2 separate regions of the Mus musculus genome follow, and region 1 is linked to region 2. A link is a contact called in public promoter capture Hi-C data. All regions are on one chromosome and are shown on one strand. The core of a region is the stretch at or near the end of the contact, and the rest is flanking DNA. Distances in the headings are between cores, read along the strand shown.

The links. Promoter capture Hi-C pulls out the DNA fragments that hold promoters and counts their contacts.
Region 1: a promoter capture Hi-C map of liver shows a contact between it and region 2, with 3 times the contacts expected there. The contact joins the promoter of 4932702P03Rik here to the promoter of Slc17a3 in region 2. A contact is called at or near these places in 1 of 39 promoter capture datasets (liver), 1 of 15 datasets of contacts at CTCF or cohesin (large pre-B cells) and 1 of 9 other capture datasets (liver).

What each region holds. Positions count from the first base shown.
Region 1 is chr13:24,904,045-24,910,782 of GRCm38.p6, forward strand. It overlaps 4932702P03Rik (RIKEN cDNA 4932702P03 gene), which reads left to right and starts at 1,556. Exons shown (of 3, transcript NR_045182.1): 1 at 1,556-1,664; 2 at 6,326-6,722. Aldh5a1 (aldhehyde dehydrogenase family 5, subfamily A1) reads right to left here. Exons shown (of 10, transcript NM_172532.3): 10 at 3,535-6,738.
Region 2 is chr13:23,834,231-23,840,839 of GRCm38.p6, forward strand. Slc17a3 (solute carrier family 17 (sodium phosphate), member 3) reads left to right here and starts at 5,204. Exons shown (of 12, transcript NM_001164743.1): 1 at 5,204-5,435.

The sequences.
Region 1 (6,738 bases), core at 306-2,805, 1.1 Mb after region 2:
AAGACTTTTTTTTTTTCAGTTTTATTTATTTCATGTATGTGAGTCCACTGTCACAGTCTTCAGATACGCCAGATGAGGGCACCAGATCCCCTTTACAGATGGTTGTGAGCCACCACTATGTGTAATGAGCCACCATTGCTGGAAATTGAACTCAGGACCTCTGCAAGAGCAGTCAGTGCTCATAGCCACTGAGCCATCTCTCCAGCCCACAAAAAGGTTTTAAATGGACTGTAATAGGGGTTGTCTGCAAAGACTAAAACACTTAGCCAGGTATAATGGCATACTCCTTTGATCCCAGCATTGAGCAGACAGAGGCAGGCAGATTTCTGTGAGTTCAAGGCCAACCTGGTCTACATAGTAAGTTCTAGAACAGTCAGGCTCCGTAGAAAGAGCCTGTCTCAAATCAAAACAAAACCACACACACACACACACACACACACACACACACACACACCACACACACCCCAAATGAACAAAGACTAAAACTATTATTTGCTGTATCTATATTGGGAAAACAAATACAATTTCTGAAACTCACGGGTCCTTCTTGAGGACAGTCAGCTTGAATTGACCAGTCTCAGCTCAGTGGCTTTCTATCAATATTAAAGGACATTCTGTCCCTGCTGCAAACTAACTTTCTCTCTCTCTTTCTTTCTTTCTTTCTTTCTTTCTTTCTTTCTTTCTTTCTTTCTTTCTTTCTTTCTTTCTTTCTTTCTTTCTTCCTTCCTTCCTTCCTTCCTTCCTTCCTTCCTTCCTTCCTTCCCTTCCTTTCTCTCTCTCTCTCTCTCTCTCTCTCTCTCTCTCTCTCTCTCTCTCTCCCCACTGTATTTTGAGACACTGTAGCACAGCCCTGACAGTATTTATAAAACAAACAAACAAACAAAAACCAATTTACAACTAGGAATTTACCTACGTGTGTGAGAACCTAAATTCAGTTCATAGCACTGCAGGAAAAGTAATTTTTTAAAAAGTATATTGGGGTATAATTCACTTAGAATAAACTACACATACTAAGTATAATGTGATGAATATGTCCATGCCCTGGAGCCGCCGCTCTAACTGAGCTAATGAATACGTCACCCTAAACGATTCTGTGCGACCCTTCATAGACACACCTTCCCTTAAACCACATTACCAGACGTCCTTGAAGTTTCTAGTTTTGTAGAATTGATGCTGGATGTATTCATTCTTGGATCTCTTCCACCACGAAGTTGTCTCCATCAGTCTATTAGCAATTTTGTTGGGGTAAATTGTGGAGGTCCCGTTCTGAGACCCAGAGTGCTACTCCTCAGGTCTGTGAATTAAAAGTCTCCTTGATCATTACGGTCTTGCAAGAGTTCTTTATTTTACTGAGTTTTTGAAAGGGAGATGAGCCAAATACACACCAGCCCAATGACAATGACTTTCGGCCACTGTTTGGATCTAAAATGTCCCAGAAAGACCAATGTGTGGGAAGACTTGATCCCCAAACCCCGCCACTGCTGGAACACACTGGAAGCTTTAAGAAGTGGGGTCCGGTGGAAGGAAGTGACCTCACTGGGTGCGTGCCTTCCTCGCTCTGCTTCTCCACCCGCCGTGGGAGCCGTTTTCCTCAGCCCAGCTCTGTTGATGCTCATTCTGGGCCCGGTCCCAAAGTAAGCTGCTCACAACGGTGGACTAGACCGGTGAGTCAAAATAGACCCTTCCTTCTTGTAAATTCATCAAATCTCAGGTATTGTGACCGGTGATAGATAGCTGATAGATAGTGATGATAGCATGACAAAAAAAAAACACATTTTTTTTTTGTCATGAAAACAAAAACTTTAAAAAATGTTCTCAAAGGTCTAACTATGTATGCCCCCCCCCCCCCCGCCCTTTCCTTTTCTAGGTCAGCTTTCTCCCTTGCCCCAGAACACACTTCGTTTTTTCTTAGAGGAAGAGGCTTCTAGCGCTCCCGCGTTCTGCTTTCCCATTGCTGAAGTGACTCCCCGGAGAGCAGAGGTCTGTGGACCGCCCAACATGTAAAGGAAAGTGCCCCTGGTATGGACATGCCAGAGTCTGGCTGTGCTTCCGGTTCCTCGGGATTGGGCTTGGCCTCTGTCCTCGGGACTATTGTAACCCTCATCAACTGAATCTTTCTGAACTCATCAGCAAGCCAGGGGTTGGAGGAGGCCCTCTGAGCAGCGCTGGGGGAATCACCCAGGGTCCTCTTTTTTTGTGGCGCTCTGGGAAGAAAGCCCCACTAGGAGCTTAGTAGCCACAGAGCAGAGTAAAGGTGGGGCTGTCTGCGCCTCTGTCAGTTGCCACTCAGAGGCGGTTCCCTGTGCATTCTGCAGGGGCGAAACCATCAGGTCTGGGAGCGAAGGCTGCAGGCTCCATATTGAGGTAGTACTTGAAGCCCACAGCCAACCCTTTCTGTCTTGATTTGTGAAGCAGTATCACCCTCCTGCCTTCATCATGTCCAGCTGGGACCTGCGAGGAACTCTGAGCCTTGAGGCCTGGGAGCTTGCCCTCTCGTCCTGGTCTCTGCTCAACCCTGGTCAAGGCTCTGCCTGGAGTTCCCACTGCTGTTGCTCCTTAAATGAACTCTCTGGGAGTTGGGGATGGGGAGGGAAAGCTCGTGTCAACATTCCAAGTCTAAATTTGAAGACAGCCGGTTTCCCCCGGGCACAGGGGACCCTGGGGGCAAAATCTGTACGTTGATCTCCTAACCCCCAAATTCTAGAATGTAGGAAGAGATGAGCCCTTTAGGAGTGGTTCAAAATGAAGCCGTCAGGCTGGGTCCTAATCCAATTTTACTGGTGTCATAAGGTGACTAAGCCCCTCAGAGGGTTGGGGGGGGGGCACCTAGTGGGGGAACTCCCACGAGGAACGGGCCACCTGTAGGCCCAGGAGGCGGGGTCATACAGGACCTTTTCATAGCTGACTAAGGCTTTGCCTTCACCATGCAACCACTTAGGAATTCAATGGAGCTTTAGGAGTGACTCTATTGTAAAGGCCAGTTTGCTTAGGTCTTTTGCATATTATGCTCTATACCGCCTAGGGATTCTGCTAGCAAGGCCATTGCCTTGACCTTGTATCAGAGCCATGAGCTAAAACAATACAACTTACCCAAGCTGTGGTATTGTGTTATTAGCAACCGAAAATGCACTCAGACAAGTGTTCACATTCGTATTCCAGGATCGTATCTGGATACCAGGGGCTCAGAAAATGCCTTTCTCATACTTCTCTGTAAAAATAAAAGACTGGAGAAAGTGGCTAACTGTGGAGTGTGTAGAAGACAGACTGGAGAGAGCTGGGGCATGACCTTGGGCAGCTGCCCATCCCTGAAACTAAGACACAGGTCTGGACCACGTGGTGTTGCTGAAGTGCCAGTGCTATTAGCTTAGCTCCCAGGACGAGGTCCTCACTGATCGGGCACTGTTGGTGAGGAAGTATAATTTTATATCCACATTGATCTAACACTACCCACTCAAAACTCAAACGATTCAAAAAAAAAAAGCTGTCAACAATGATCTGGTGTAAAAAGGGCAAAACCAACACAGCCACTCACTTTAACCCAGAAATAAGAAATCCTGTTAAACATTTATTAGATTCAACTCTGTTGATCACACAATGTCACACACTAGAAAAATGAAGCAATGTGTACATGTTTATAGAGCAATATATATTTCTCAACAACTCATGAGATTTGTCTCACAAAGTATGGCATGAAACAGTCACAGTATTAAGTATTCAAGTAAAATTCTGTTTTGAAGTAGCTGCACAGGGGTAACTAAAACACTGGGCTCCGGCCTTCAGAGAGGACAAGCCACGGGATCCAATTTGAAGGTCATCACATCACAAAATAGGCTTGTCTACATTGTGTGTCTGATCTTTATTCTCCCCCAAGTCCCAGAAGAGCAAAGATACCGAAAGAAGAACCAAGCACTTGCTTTGGGGCCCTGCTTAAAGGCCCTCAGATGTAAAACACAGATGAACTCTTGACACTTTCAGTGAGCCCCACTACCTGGGAGACAGGATTAGTATCAGGCTAGTATCATTTGAGTTGATAATTACTGCCAAGAAGCCCTAATAACAAAGGCTCAGAAAATGTGCCCTTTTCACAGAAGGTGTTTAATAGAATAAAATAATGCCTCATAAGCAGGGGAAGCCAGTGTCTTTCGATTGGTATAGATAAGGGCTGTAAACCTTTTTTAGCAGCTTTGTAGCAAGTCCTTTAGGCTCTGTAGGCCATACTGTCACAACACAGCTACTCAGGCATGGGGCACTGAGGCTGCTCACTCACAGGTTTCAGGAAACAACTGTTCTAACCCACCCAATCCATTGGGACATATGAAAACACTTTAAACTCATGAGTTATACAAAATCAGGTGGCAGGTCAGATCTGGCTCACAGGTTGTGGTTCATTAAGCCTTGTTCTTACATAACTGTATAGACATCTTCAAAAACTCCCACCTGTTACATATCTTATGGAACAGTAACAAAGGTTCATCGAAAAACACTCCTTAGCTGGGCATGGTCGCAGGCGTGACTCCAACACAGGAAGTGGAGCAGGAGAGTTCCCAGGTGAGCCTGAACTACATGAGGCCCAAACTCAAAAACCCTTAAAAATAATAATAAAAAAAAATCGACTCTTAGCTGATTTGGTGACAACATGCTTATTGTTACAGATATCTGGGAAGCTAAGGATCATCCGAGCCCAGGAGTTTAAGGCTAACAGGAGATCCTGTTTAAAAACAATATCAAAAGCCAAACTCGTCTTCCCATAACCCAAAAGCATTTTTCTAAGTAAGATGTTCTTTCATGTTAACGTTTTGGTGATGACTAATCCCATCATCTCCAGTATGCTAATGATATACTTTACCTCTGATACCCATCCCCATTATTTTAATCACAAAAATTGATTACATTTATTGTAACAAATGTGTGGGCCAGTGATCTACCCAGTAAATCAAACATGCACACACAAAAAGTACAAACTTGCCGCACAGTCCAGGAACCTGCTGGTTGACACTGTTTAACGTGTATTTGGAATGAGTTCACATTCAGTGAGTGTATTCATTTTCTACAAAATGCCAGCAAGGCATTTGTATTCTTAATTGAAAAAAAAAGATGGGCACAAATCTTAAGAAATTAGAAATGTCGGAGTTGGCAAGGTGGCTCAGAAGTTAAGATTTGGCTGCCTTTCTTCAGAGGACCAGCTAGGATTTGCCTCCCCAAACTCACAAGGTGGACTACAACCATCTATAACTCCATTTCTAGGTGATGCAATGCCCTTTTCTGGCCTCTTGAGGGAACCAGCACACATGTGGTGCACAGATATACATAGAGGCAAAATGCCATGTCCATAAAATTTAAAAATTTTAATTAGAAAATGTGGTAGAAACCAACTATACAGAAGAATAGAATAAACAGACCATGAACATCCTGAGTTGTGACTCTTGCCACTTGGGTGGGGTCCCTAGGATGAAGACTTCTACTTTATTCTTATGCTCAGGGACCTTAAGAACCATGACGTCCTTATTTGAAGTTCCCAGTGACTTGGGACTTAGTGTTTAGGAACCACCGCAGCTAGCTCTGCTATCATTCCTGTAGATGTCTCACAGAACATCCACAGAGTATGCCAGTGGGCTCTCTGCACAGATGGGCATGGAGCAGAGAACTCCTTTGTTGCCTATTGGGGATAAACAGCTTCTAGGTAGATGGGAGCCATGTCTACAAGGACCTAGATTTTCCTTACTTAAATTGTTTCAAAGGGAGATCAACACCAGTTTCGGGGAGTTTCAGTGTTTGGGGTATGTGTGTGTGTGTGTATGTGTTTTGAATTTATGGGAGTGCATGCCTCTGGTGCATTTGTGGAGGTCAGAGGTCAACACTGTCACGTTGGTTCTCTCTGTCTTTCTGTAGGTTCCAGGGATAGAACTCAGGTCTCAGGTCACCAGGCTTGTCCAGCAAAGCCTTTACCCACCAAGCTATCTTGCAGGTCCCTGTGTGTGGTGCTTTGTTTTTGAATCACGAAGCATAAATGCTTTTCCTAGGACAAAGGTGCCTGAGATTCATGGCTTCAGCTCTCGCCCACAGCAGACTGGCAATTGTGGGAATAATTTTTCACAGTGGTTAAAATGTATTTGCTCTTCTGCAGGGTTAGCAGTGGCCACACCCTGGCACAGAAAGCCTGGGTCAGACTTATTCAGGTGAACAAGGAGGCACCTGGTTTCTTTCCTCCACGAAGTCACCTCCTGAGTTCAAGGAGGGGGCAGCGAGGTACTGCTTGTAATCAAAATGGTTCCTGGAGTTGAGCTGCATTTCCACCATTTTGTGAAGCATTTTTTTTCCCTTCCAGGCTCACAAAGTCCTTTAAGCCAAGCATGAATCTCTACACATGGGGCACAGAGCCCTAAACAGCATACCTAAGGCAGTAGGAGGCAGCTGGGAGCCCCTGCTGTCCATTGGCCTGGTCTGTCACCCAGCTATGGAGGATGCTGAGGCAGGACAATAAGGAGCTCAAGGCCAACCAGTGTGACTTATCAAGACCCTGTCTCAAAAATTAAAATTAAAGAAAAAAGAGCTAGCGATAGCTCAGTGGCAGAACACACGCTAGTATGCACAAGGCCATGGACTCAACACCCAGCTCTGGAGAAGAAACAAAGCCATGTTTTCCATCCTACCAACCCGACTCTGCTGATTTTTGCCTCCAGTTTAGGTTGATTTTCTACGAGGAACAAAATGAAGCATGAGCCGTAAGTTTAAAGTTTA
Region 2 (6,609 bases), core at 3,954-6,453:
TTTCATCTGGACTTCTACCACTTCTAAGCACAGTTCTGACAAATAGAGGCCACACTCAATGAGCACAGTAAAAACTTAACTGTGTAATGCGGAAGCCGGTAAATAGGTCTGGCCCCTAATCCTTTTTACTGGCTGATCGTAACAGACCTCTATTCTGATTTAGTGGCTGGAGGGTGGGTGGGTGTGGAATCTGGATGATAAAGGCAAGTATCAATATATAAGGAACCAAACCAAACCTTTAATACAAATATTGGAACTTGAAAGGAACAAAACTCAATCCCAAGGCAAACTTTGCATCTTTATAAAGGTAATGTAGGACAAGGTAAAAACAAGGAGGAGAAGGAAGAGGGAAAGAAGGGGGAGAGGAGAGGAGGACGAGGAAGGGGAGGAAGAGGAGGAGGAAAGCCCAGTGACGTTTTTCACACTTTAATCCCAGTGCCAGGGAAGCAGAAGCAGGCAGATCTGTGTGGGTTCAACTACATGGTGTGTTTTAGCCCCATCCCCTCCCCCACGTCCTCTTCCCTCCCCAAAAATAATTAGAGGAGAAAGGGAGGAAGGAGAGAGAGGAGGAAGAAGATATGAATTATCCTTTGCATTGTTAAAAGTACTGAATTAAAATCTTCCTCCATCTTGAAGAACTAAACCTTGGAATAATAAAACTGTTTCATGGTCTGGGAGCTCCGTGGTTACCATTTGCCCCGCAAGCATGAGGATGCAAGTTTCATCCCTGGAACTTATGTGAGCACGAAAGGCCTAGTGACCTGTGTTTGTAATTAAAGCACTGGAAAGGATGAGGTGAGTTAATCCCTGAGCCTGGCTGGCAACCGACTTAGCCTGCTTGGCAAGTTGAAGGTCACTGAGAGACCTTGTCCTTAAAAGTAAGGTGGACAATGTGTTCTGGAGTTTTATGTCAACTCGATACAAGCTAGAGTCATTTAGGAAGAAAAGTTCAAATGAAAATGTGCCTCCATAGGATTTGCCTGTAGGCAAGTCTATAGTACATTTTCTTAATTACTGATTGCTATCGGAGGGCCCAGCTTACTGTGGGCAGTGCCACATTTTAGGTGGGAGGTGGTTCTGGGATGGTATAAGAAAGCAGGCTAAGCCAGCTATGAAGACCAAGCCAGAAACCAGTGTTCTTCCATTGTCCTTCCATTGTCTCTACTTCAGTTCCTGCCTCCAGGTTCCTGTCATGCTTGAGTTTCTGCCCTGACTTCCCTTAGTGATAGACTATTACATAGAAATGTAGCAAAATAAACCCTCTCCTATTTGGGCTACTTTTAATAATAGTGTCTTATTACACCAAGAAAAATCCTAAGACAAAGTGCTTGAAGAATAGAATCCAAGATTGATCTTTGGCCTACACACACACACACACACACACACACACACACTCCAGTTAAGAGCAGTATGCCCACATTCAACATGCTAAATCTTTTCTACTTGGTTCAATGACACAATCTTTACTCTCTTCTCTGAAGGCATACCTTAAGTGCCAGGAAAGCCTTAATTCACACCTAAGTAATAACTGGCATTTAAGTTGTGGAATATATACATCTATCCATGAGTTCAGGGCTCCAAAATCAATTAACAAAGTCAATGCAATAGCCTCAAGAATAGAGCACCAAAGTTAACAGAAAAAGTATACCCACGAATGAAAACGCATTAATATAAGTAGTTAAATTTAGGAACCCTGTTGGGAGTGGCGACACACACCTTTAATCTCAGCAGTTGGGAGGCAGTGACAGGCAGATCTCTGTGAGTTTGAGGCCAGCCTGATCCACATAGTAAACTCAAGGACAGCCAGAGCTATACAGTAAGACCTTGTCTCGAAGTTAATTAATTAATCCTATCAAAAATACTTACTGACATATTTACAACAAGTCAATATGCACACATGCACATGCAGGCAAGACTAACTGGATACAGTAGAATATTAAAGGGGGTAAAGGCATTATTATATTGGGAGGGGGATATGCTCAGAAGGAGCTGGAGGTGAAAAAAATGGTTGGTGGACATGATTGCAATACACTGTATTACAATCAAGGAGAGGCAGGGAGGGAGGAAGGAGTGAAAGGAAGTGGCCATTATCTCTGGTACTGTGTAGTTTTACAGCTTTGGGGGAATGTTCCTTGGCTACTGGCATACTTCACATTTAAACTGTAAAGTGCACCAGAAGACAGCATGTTTAAGAAAAGAGGTGAGGAATATTCTCAGTGAGGCAGTCCAGCACAAGATTGAACATGGGACTGTAACAGAAAATACAGACATCATTTTGCTCAGTTAATAGGAAACAAAATAACAGAGATGAACTCCCACTAGGAGCAGTATAGCACCAGTACATGACTGGATATTAGATTTATGACTCATGTCCATGACCCAATTTGTCATGGAGAACAAGAGGCAAAATAAGAGTGTAACCTGACCAAGGATGGAGGCAAAAACATTTGCCAGAAATTCTAAAGAGGACTTAGATGCTGAGTAGAGATGACACGCCATTTGGGTTCACGGCTTAGATTCTGAGGTTCCAGGGAATGCCCACTGCCACTGAGCCAAGCCTCTGTGGTGTCCAGCTTCAGCGTACTCCATCTGATCCATGCTGGACTTTGTGAGGTTTAAGCAGAGAGTACACAGAAATTGACCTTCCTCTATCCGGGGTTGGCCTTCAGCCTAGAGATAACCGGCTTCTGTGATTGCCTCAACTGGGCACTGATTTCCTCTGAGATGTTGGTCAGACATGGAGCCATCCTACAGATAATAATTAAGGACAACTGTTCACACACTTAAGGAAAGCATTCCTTGGATACTCAAATCAAAGTGAGGATGTGTGCACTCTATTTGCTCCGAAGATTTTCATGTCAACACAAAGTAGTTTCAAGCTCATCAGAGAAGAAAAGGTGTAATCTCTAAAAGGTGAGTAAAATGATCTAAGTCAAAGAAATATTTCAATTCATACTCAAATGTTTAAAAACTAATTGTACAGGTGAGGCAAAATTGGATTTTTTTTTTCAGTGTAGAAGCATGTTGGGTCTTTTTGTTTATGAAGTCAAACCAAGTACATGGTTAAAACCATGAACATTTTAAAGTAAAGTTAAAAATTAAATTATAAAACTAAGCCACATATTCCAACTTGGTTAATTTAGAATTAGAAATACGTGAATTCTAAAGTTGTTGATTATTTATCCCAGAGTACAGAGTTCTTTAAAAAAGGACTCAGCGAAAAATAATTGACACAGGAGGTAAAACTCCTAAGACTCCATAATGAACTTAGACCTTTCTACCTTTAAATTTCAGATGTGTATATGAGCTGTGTCTGTACTTCTTTCTCTTACAGACAGTGAAAGATTGTATACTATGGAGATCGTATACTACATATGCTTCAGAAAATCCTCATTCCCCAAGGCCCAGACTTCTCAAATTATTAACCTCAATGACACATCCAACAGCTCCAGTCAGGAGCTTCAGTCAGGGCTTCCCATTATGGAGAAGTGGTTTGTCCTCTTACAGCACTTAGAGTCAAACACAAAACCAAAGGAGATGCATTGAGAGCATAAAGCAAGACAGGACTTAAAGCCACAGTGAAGATGAGCTACCAGAAGAGCTCAGTGCACACAGAACCCAGATTCCTTTCTGTGAATGAGTTTGACATCAGTGCTCAGGCTGAGTCATAAGCCTAGGGGCCTCTGAGAGGTAGAGTTTTTTTGTTTTTTGTTTGTTTGTTTGTTTGTTTTTTGCCTATACGAAACAGTGGGTTTGAAGTACCACCTCACCTTTGAGGCAAGGACAAACTCCTTCACGAGCTTGGAAGGCAATGAATCTGTTGTCTACTTCCAAGCTATTGGCAGGATCGTCTAAAGAAATGAACAAGCTTGGCCTCTGGTGTGCTGGTGTGGGTGTTCCGAGCTCAGCCCCTTTGTTGGAAATCAATGTGGAGGTACCTCAAAAAGCTAGACATAGGACTATCATGTGATCAAGCCAGAACATTTCCTGAGAATATTCTCAACAGACTCTATATTCTACTGTAGATTTATTTACTCATTCATGTTTATTGCTTCTCTGTTCACAATCACCAGGAAATGAAAAGGTTTAAAATGTCCCATCACCTGATAAATGTGTAATGATACATGGAAGATTATTCAACCATAAAGAAAAATCAAACTACAAAATTATCAGTTCGGTGCATTTCTCAGCCCTCATCAGGGAAGCTTCTTTTTATAGTATAAGGTGATTAATACAAAGACCCACGGCTTGTCAAAATCTAGGGAGTAAGAGACTGTGGTATGATCAGCTTTAAAAGGGCATCTGTGTCACATTCTTGATCATAAGGCTCAGGAAGCATTGTAGAAGAGGCATCTTAAGCACCAGAGGTAGTGGACATCTACTGCAAAACCTTCTTTGCCAGACAAGACAGCGCTGTTGTACACGTGAGCTCACAGCAGCTGTGGCTGTAAACACAAGACCTGAGCAAGATCCAGCCAGCCAAAATCTCGCCACGGTCAGGGCGGGAGCTCATGAAGTCTCACCCATGGCCGAGGAGCTATTGGCAATTTATGGCTGCTAGCCGGTGAGAGCATCAGTTTTCTTCAGGGATTCAGATTCTAAGATGCTATCCATATTCCATTAGATAGTTCAACACCTATGAACACACAGACAACACTACGTGACTCAGTAGGGAGGAGGAGGAGGAGGAGGAGGAGGAGGAGGAGGAGGAGGAGGAGGAGAAGCAATGAAGAAGCATGAACTTGAGAGGGAAAAGTGACAGTGGGGAATGGGAGGAATTTGTTGGCAAAAATGAGTGAGGTCTGATCACAATGCATCATGTGCATGTATAAAAGTTTTAAGCGGTTACTTAAGTGAGTTAGAAAACTTGCCATTGTACATGGTAACATGTGCAAATTGAGATGTAGGTACGAGCATTGTTTTATGTAGTTTATCAACAAACATAGAAGTAATTAAGACAGGAAAAAAGTCATGGGGAATAAATACTGAATTTATGAGAAGCTTGTGGGTTTTGTCCATTTGATTTGGTTAACAACGTTACTAAATAAGATTATGGCCCACATAGTTCAAAGAAGCAAAAGAAAATTAAAGACCAGACAAAAAAAAGAGGGGGTAAAGTACAAAATGTGTTTAATTTGTAACTTATCCCATTTCAAACCGGAAAAAGGAAATGTCTTTAGAAATACTGCAAGGCAATGTGACTAATAACTGCCTGCAGGTGTCAGACCCAGTAGATCCTTCTGGGGTGCTGGCAAGACACTGGACAAGGACGAAGGCTGTGAAGCTCACAGCTGAAAGCAGGGGGTGCTTCAGCCTGTCATTAATGATTAATAATTGGAGTCATGGAGTGACACAGAATACTGAGTGGTCTGGTAAGAGGTAAGAGAAGCCTGTCCAGAGGAAACACAGGAAGGCCTACCTCAGTCACTAAGTTGGTAAGTCACTTACTTTCATTGGGTAGCCAAAGATCTGCACTGTCCTTGAATACCAGCTGAGGGTTGCTATACATCCCTCCTCCAACTTCAAATGTTCTCCTGCTGACAAAATAAAAACATGTTCATACAATGTAAAAACCTATGTCTACAAAGGCAATGGGGAAGCAAGAGTGAGGAAGACGGAAAAATGGAGGGAGAGGCAAAGGGAAGGGGGAAGGGGGAGAGAAGGGGAAGAAGATAACGGAGGATGGAGAAAGAGAGGGAGAAGGGAGGGGAAAAGAGGGTCCAAGAGGGAGGGGAAAAGGAGGAACATACAGAGACAGCGGGTAAGGAGAGGGAGGAGAAGAAAGAGAGGGAGAGGAGAGACTGGAAACTGAAGAGTTTGTGCTAGATCACCATAGGAATTGGTGGAGACAATAGCAGCTGTGGAGACAGATCCAAGAAACACATACTATAAAGGAATGTTTTTAAAACTTTTACGTAGTCACATAAAATCATGTATGTGTGTAGAAGTGACTTGTCCAGAGAATCAAGGGAGGTAGATCTACCATACCCAACAGAACTTGTTATTTAAAAAAAAAAATTGAATGAGAGAGACAGAGACAGAGACAGACAGAGACAGAGAGAAACAGACAGAGAGAGAATGGTAAGGGGAAAGTCAAAGTGTCTCATGAACAAACATCAGTTCTTTTGCTAATGAGCTCAATGGCCTAGGAGAAGAGAGTCAGTGAGTTTTCTGAGGTCCATGGCCCTGCCTGGGTCCTGAGTCTACAGCAGTGGTTGTAACTACTCTTGTTAGTCTGACAGCTGCTGGGGACATGAAGAACAGTGTGAGCATTGTGAAAACCACTCTAGATAAAATGGTGTTAGCAATCACTTCTTTGCCTGTTACATCATCAATACAAAAAGCACACAGCTCTTACCTTACAGCAAACATGACATTATACTGGAGCCATATTTGAGAGACCATGGTCTGGGAACAGAGATTTAGGTTATGCCAGATGTTCATGTCCCAATATGGAAGCCGTCTCATGAATTTTATAGTTTTATAGAATGACAAAAGTCATAAATCAAGGCAAGTTTAAAATACACTAGAGTCTACATAGAGAGGCAGACACAGCAAGATGGGGAAGTTTTTCTAAGGCCTCAGATGCTACCTGATAAAATTCTTAGA